Regions from separate parts of the Rattus norvegicus genome. Here region 1 is linked to region 2. The links are chromatin contacts, called in public Hi-C maps. All regions are on one chromosome and are shown on one strand. The core of a region is the stretch at or near the end of the contact, and the rest is flanking DNA. Distances in the headings are between cores, read along the strand shown. Region 1 has its middle 51 kb from the start of Ube2v1-ps20. Region 2 has its middle 110 kb from the start of Map1b.

Region 1 (3,275 bases), core at 215-2,714, 180 kb after region 2:
TCAGGGAGCAGCCATAGGGCAGAGGGCAGGGCCTAAACTCTATGGTGAGACAAAGCTTAGTCCCAAGGGGAAAACCAGCTACACAGTGGGAATTTGTGAGGAAGGCACTTGTGTTAAATTCTTTTTGTGTCACTGTGATAAAACACCGTGACCAAAAGCAACTTAAGAAAGATTTAATTTGAATTACAGATCCAAAGGGCTCGAGCCCCTCGTAGTGACTAAGGCATGGCGCAGTGAAAGGAGCACCTTTCACCTGGTTACACTTTTTCCCCCACACATAAGAAGAAGAGGGGACAAACAGGAAGTTGGGGGAGATATAAACTATCAACGCCCACTCCCCAGTGGCATACTTCCCCCAGCAAGGTTCTACCTTCTAAAGATTCCCAAACGGTACCACCAACTGGGGACCAAGTGTTCAAATGCCTGAGCCTCGCATTCAAGCTACCACACAAATCCAGTCAGGGATCAACAGGGTCAGATGCCCTTAGGGAGAAATATAGTTAGCAAGTTTCAGAAAGATGAAGTCTCCCAGAGAGTGGTAAACTGGGGAAAGAGGGAGAGGAGAACGGGCCTCAACTCCTGCAGAACTGAAGTTTTGCTTCTACATTCTTGGCAAGATGCCACCAGACTTGGCACAGTGCTAATTCCAGTAAAGACTACTGGCCCTTCACGTTCATTCCCAAGTCTGACTACGCCATTCTATCTGGGGCCACTGAGCACTCTTCCCAGGGTGCATGGCACTGTCCCAGAATCACTCTTTGTGGTGTTGTGGCCGGTCATATGGACGTCTTTCCCAGCTTATAAGTCAGAAAACTTTTACTGACCCTAAGCTTTGGTTTTCTGACCTAAGAAGATGCAGATCTCAGATCACTGACAGACAGTTCATCTCCATGGTCAGCTTGATGACATATTGGTCATATTGGTAACAAATCTCCAGGCGTGTTTGTGAGGAATTTTCGAGATGAGGTTAATGAGGTAGAAAGACCTAACAAAATATAGGCAATACTATTCCATAGGCTGCAATTCTAAACTGAATGAAACAGGTAAAGTGGGCTGGACTCAAGCCTTCGTCTTTGTCCCTTTATTGACTGTGGATGCAGTGCAAACAAACACCTCCAGCTTCTGTTGCCATGACTCCTCTTACCATGGTGATCAATATCCCTCTGGAACTGTAAGTCAACATAAATCCTTCCTCGGCTGCTTTTCAGACATCCTCTCCTAACACAGTGACGAAAACGGTAGCTTACATGAGATTACATCCCTGTGTCGGCACAGCCTGGGCTGGGGAAAGCAACTACACGTAGGCAGTTCTTATGAGATGGTGAACATTTTTATTAATCATATCAGGCACTGATTCCTCGAGTTTAAATACTTCCTAGCAGATTGTACCAGAACCTCTGGCATCAGCTTTGATTTCTTGGCTGATAACAGTGGATTACTGGAAAAGGGTCTGAGGGGCAATAAAAATGACGTGATCTAAGAGGTCTGCCACGTCCCAAGTAATATTGTCTCTGTGGTTCTGTTTTTTTAATGCGACATTTTTAATGCGACGTACTGGAAATTTCTAATCATATTCCCTCAAAGTCTCTCTCCATTCTTTTGTGTTTCATGTCAGCTTAGGCAGGAACTTGAACTTCTGATGGAGAGTCAATAACAGCTAACGTAGGCCACATCACCAGAAACTCAATTCTTGCCCAGACGAGAAGAGAATACTATTTAACCCAAGGAATACCACGGTGAGATTTCCACCTCCTGAGAAATAGAGACTCTGCAGGGGCTGAGGGAGCGGCCTCCACCCTGCCTATCTCAGAGGTTTTAGCTTGCTGCTAAAAGGCTTTGTTAAGAACCAAGCCCTAGCGCCATCTCCTGGTAGAACTGAAAACTGGAAAAGAGGCATTTCGCCGGAAGGACCCCTCCCTCGCCTTAGCAGAATTAAGTTCAGGAGGAAAACCTGGTAATTTCGTCAGAACGACTGGGTTTTCAGCGTCCTGTTAAGTATCTAACTGGAGAAGAACAGATGGTAAGAGCCTCAGCCACTTACAGTCCCCACGGGGATGGCCCCTGCTATGCCGTTGCTTCCTTTGTTTCCGTAAGAGCTCATCACTCATCACCAGGCAGAGCCACCAGCCACCAGGGGCAGCTCGTGATAGCCCCTCTCCTTCCCACATACCCATCTGACCTGAGGATTCTCAGCTGCTCAAATTAGCATCCTCAAACACCTCTGCTGTCCAGAGATTCTTTATACAAAACAAATCACACTAGAATTTGTGCTCAGAGACAGGCTTCTGGTCACTGCCACGTTCACCCCAGACCCAGACCCATACCTTTCTATGGTAAGGATCGATTTGGTGTCTTGTCCTTTTTAGAAAAAGACAAGATGGATCCCTGGTCCTTGTGGCCCATTTCACTTTCAAATCCTAGGTGAGATTGGATGGCCTGGATCGAGTTGCCACCCCCATCTAGCTCCTTATACACCTTTAAGCCAGGTGATTTGACATCATCAGGCAGAGATCCTAAAATAGCTAGAAAAATACAGGGTCAGGGAGAGTGCAAGTAACTTGGCCAAGATCCTACAGGAAGTTAACGGGAGAGGCAGAACTTGTACTTTCTCGTTCCTCTCTGTTACTGTAATGAATCTTTCAGAGACCTGGGATTTGGGGTTTCCTCCAGCACTGCCGATGACAGGGGCACCCCTTATAGTCACGGATGAATGAAATGGAGACAGTTGTCTGTAGGCAGAGGCGCTCTCACAGCCCCGTGAGTGCATGTGGGAAGTATTAACGTCAGGGATTGCTTATCCCTTCTTGAACAGGATGTGCCCAGTTAAATCCATTTCCCCGGTCCTCTCTCACTCAATGAGCTATTGAAGTACAGTTCGTACCCAAAGCCTGGGTTTGTAGGACCCTGTTTGTAGTTTTCTCACAATGCCCATGCCTGACGATTGATTTCTCATGGCTATTTGTGAAAGCACAAATACAAATGCTATTAACTGGCAATAAAAACCAGCCAGCCGACTCTAAAAGCCAGTACTGGCAACTGCTCCATGGTCTTCCGGGACCTGCAGTTTGCCAGGTCCCACTAAAGCAAACATTCCTTTTGATGTCAAGATTCCAAGGGCGGCAACCTTGTCTTTTGCTCAAAATTTATACAATGAGGACGGAGAAAACACACTTTTTTTTAAGAACCACAAAGAGCTGTCAGGGCTCCTTAATGCCAGAGCCACCCCCTCCCCCTAAATCAATATATAGATTTCTCTCTTTTTTCAAGTAACACTA
Region 2 (3,645 bases), core at 858-3,357:
ATGAATCTGTGTCTGCTTGAAGGCTGTCTTGTGAATCCGTCCCTGTGTATGTTCATGTATGCCATTATGTGCCATTATGTGTGCTTGTTCCCGCCTTCCCCATCTCCTCTCTCTCTCTCTCTCTCTCTCTCTCTCTCTCTCTCTCTCTCTCTCTCTCTCTCTCTCTGTGTGTGTCGTATGAGCTGTGTGTATGTCTGTGTCTGTCTCTAACAAAGGAGTTTGCTCTGTATTTATTCAACAGCACAGAAAGCATTGCCTAGGGAAAGGGATGGGATAGAGTACAAACAGCTGTAACAGGATTTTGCAAGGGATTAAGTCAGTGTCTCCAACTGACCCCCTACTGACCCAGTTAAAGAGTAACATTGTTTTCCAACCACTATCCATAAATGGTGGCTTTCAGCATTTATAGTAGGTTTTAGGAAGTTCCTTTCAACGCTCTGTGTTTGCTGCTTTTCAGCAATTGATACCCGTGCCTTGTTCTGGGTCAGGGGCACAGAAGACTTAAGAGTATGGCTGCCCATTAGATTTAGGTGTAAAAGTCAACTATGTGAGATGTTCAAGGCAGGTGAAGCTGGCTGTTACTTTGTTGTCTTTAAATTAACAGTTTTTGAGTACACAGGAGGATGGCAGTCTTAAGTGGTTTCGAGGTATATTATTAACTCTGGCTGTGAGGTCCAACAAAAGATCTCTTGGAATATAAGATATATTTTCAGAATATAGCATGGACGCAGTAAAAAAAACACATTGATATTGACTTGGACTATGATAACATAAAGATACTTGTTTTAGGGTGGAAGAGGTGGCTGGCTCTGTGGTTAAAAGTGCTTGTTCCTAACCATGAAGACTTGAGTACAGACTGTAGCATCCATGTAACAAACCAGGGGTGATTTTTTGTTTGTTGTTTGTTTGTTTTTCTTCACCATAACCCTAATACTTGAGGAAGGTACAGAGATAGAAACATCACTGGGGTTTATGGGCTACCAAACTGTTAAAGTCATACAAGTTCCAGGCTTAGTGGGAGACACTGCCTCAAATGAATAAGGAGAGGGGGAAGCCTCCTCTGGCCTCCCCACGCATGCATGGGCATGTGTGTGTGCACACACACCACACAAAAACTCATTCATAAACATAAAAAGCTATTCAAAACCGCACAGTTTCATCTCTAGAGTAAACACCCAAACATTTTAGAGATGAAAGTCGGAAGAAGAGCTAGAAGGGTGTGATAAAAAGGCATTTATGCAGTATAAAGCAAAATCATAGAAAAGAGGCAAATAGAAGTAGAAGCTTCCTTTAAAATCCAATGTACCTTCTATTGCACAAGCTGTGAATACAATGTATCGTCAAGGGGTGCAGCTGGTAGACTGGATCTTATAGGGAGATGTGGCTCTAATGGTCTACAGTCTTTCATGACAACAGAAGTATTCCAGAACTGAATGGTGGGGACGGCTGCATAAAGTCTGTGTTTTTCTAAAACTCATCAAATTGCATACTTAAAAGCAATGACTATCAGTATGCGTGAACTATGTAAGTATATATTCATATACACCGGCATGCTAGCCTACGCCAGTGGATGGTAGCATATGTTAACGTTACTGTATGTAACCTGTAGCAGTGAAGCTACGTACGGAATGTCTTATATAAAAAGAAGCATACTCCAACATACTGTATATACATAATTTCAGATGTTAGGAGAAGCCATGATGAGACTAAAACAAGATAGACGTAGCTATGATTGGAATGTGCTGCCTTTACTCGGGCATGTCTGAGCAAGTGTGTCCTTTCCAATGTAACAGCTTTCCCAAGAAAGCAGCCGCAGTTCCATTTACATTTCCAGCAGCTCTGGATTGCAGCGCCCTCTCCGCCAGCAGCAGCTGCCGTTTAGCTGGTCCAGTGAGAGTTCCTTTCTCCGCACATTTTATTAACCTTATCCTTTACATCTGTCTAAGACGAGGATGTTATTTGCTATTACCCATAAGGCACGCTTCCAAATCTGCGCATTCACATTTCAACCGAGGCTGCCTGGGAAATCTGGGCTCACACACACTGTTCCGCACAGATGGAGTTGACGGGGTGCCTGTTTCTCCACAGGCCACCCAGCCATCAGTGTCCCAGCATGCTCCGCTGTGAGTCACAGTTTCCTGCCTCTTTGTAGCCGACAGGCTTCAGAGCAGCACAATCGGGGTCCTCGGGAGGTCTGGAGGTAGCGAGAGGAAGATGGCTGCTTTCAAGTCTGCGGATCTATGGAAGGAGGTGCACCCTATCCTCCTACAGAAAGATGTGTTCCAGGGGCTGGGAAACACTCTAGCTTGATTTAGAAAGCATCTTTACAAAGCCGAGTAACCAAACTCCATAATGCAGCTTCCTGGTCTAAAGCTTCCTGGTCTAAGGTCCCTGGTCACACAGCACATTTTCTTTTATTCTGAGCCGAGCTATCGAAAATCAACAATGTGTTTGGAATAAGAGAGATCGAGGCTCAGTGAGGAAGGAAGAGGGGACGTGAACCAGGAAGGGGAGAGGGATGGCAATTCTTTTAACCTACAAAAGGAATATATTACAAAGTGACCAAATGTCCTTAGAGAGAAAAGCTCATGTGTACCACTGTGGACAACCTTGAAGCAGAGAAACTATGACAGACACTGTTGCCAAGAGCCAGTAAGGGGCTCTGGCTGGCCTGGGTCACGTGGGCCAATCCCAAGGGCAGGCTCTGGTTACACTTTCTTCTGCTTTAAGGTGCTGATGAAAGAAAGGAGTCAGCGCAGTAACACAGAACAGTTGGTTGAACTGCCGCTGCCTTCTGCTCCCCCCCGACTCCCCAGCAGAGTCCAGAGCTCTGCGGCAAAGGAGCACATTCGGTCTTCCTGTTGCTTCCTGTTTCCCTCTGTAAACGTGAGCGCAGCATCCATTGTCCGCTAGACATTCCGAACCAGTGCTGCGTCCTCTTATTACCTCGTAGTGGCATCAATTTGCCATCTGTCCTTGTTTTAAAGATTAACACGTTTTTATCCTGGCTCTATCTCATCATAAAGAAGTTTCTGGAAGATTAACGTGGTATTTTAGGCATTTAAACTTGCATGTGTGCTGTGAGGCAAGGTGTGGACATGGGGACTCCAGCTGTTGAAAGGGATGAACGGCAATTATACCTATTGAATAGTCTTTGCTTTTCACAGTCGCTAAGCTGCCCCTGGTGATAAGCTAACCACTTAGGAAGGCACTTTCATTGTGCCCTTCCCACTGGGTTTCCTGTGCCTTTGTGCCTTCGTCTGTACAGAGTCCTTGTAGGATACATGCTCCTGACTGCTCCGGTTACCAGACATTAGCTATCTGTAGAGTTGCAGCTGACATTTATGGAATCCCCTCCACGTGTCAGGCACTTTAAGCATTTGGGTTAGGAGACATAAAATAAATAGTTGTTGCTATGAAAAATCTGGGAGCTTAGTGGAGAAGGAAAGGACACAGGGACACACACACACACACACACACACACACACACACACATATTATGAGGGAGGGTAGGGAGTCACAAGAAATCCAGCAGGCAGGGCACAGTGAAAATGCCTTTCTAAGTGGTTTAGCTTATTTATCATCAGGGGCTTAGCCAGCATGAGAAATAGTCTACTGAACTGGAGGTGGGAGGGGAGAGTGAAG

Evidence for each region. Hi-C and Micro-C count contacts between places; a contact is called where the count stands out from the background.
Region 1: a contact with region 2 is called in a Hi-C map of frontal cortex, with 2.4 times the contacts expected there. The contact joins two enhancer-like sites. A contact is called at or near these places in 2 of 12 Hi-C or Micro-C datasets (Schwann cells and frontal cortex).

Annotation. Positions count from the first base shown.
Region 1 is chr2:32,929,232-32,932,506 of GRCr8, forward strand. No RefSeq gene overlaps it. Among named protein-coding and RNA genes, the nearest start is that of Ube2v1-ps20, 51 kb to the right of the region's middle. Within about 2 kb of position 1,465, at least 12 of the 93 cell types and tissues checked have an H3K27ac peak or open chromatin away from gene starts, as enhancers often do.
Region 2 is chr2:32,750,019-32,753,663 of GRCr8, forward strand. No RefSeq gene overlaps it. Among named protein-coding and RNA genes, the nearest start is that of Map1b, 110 kb to the left of the region's middle. Within about 2 kb of position 2,108, at least 33 of the 93 cell types and tissues checked have an H3K27ac peak or open chromatin away from gene starts, as enhancers often do.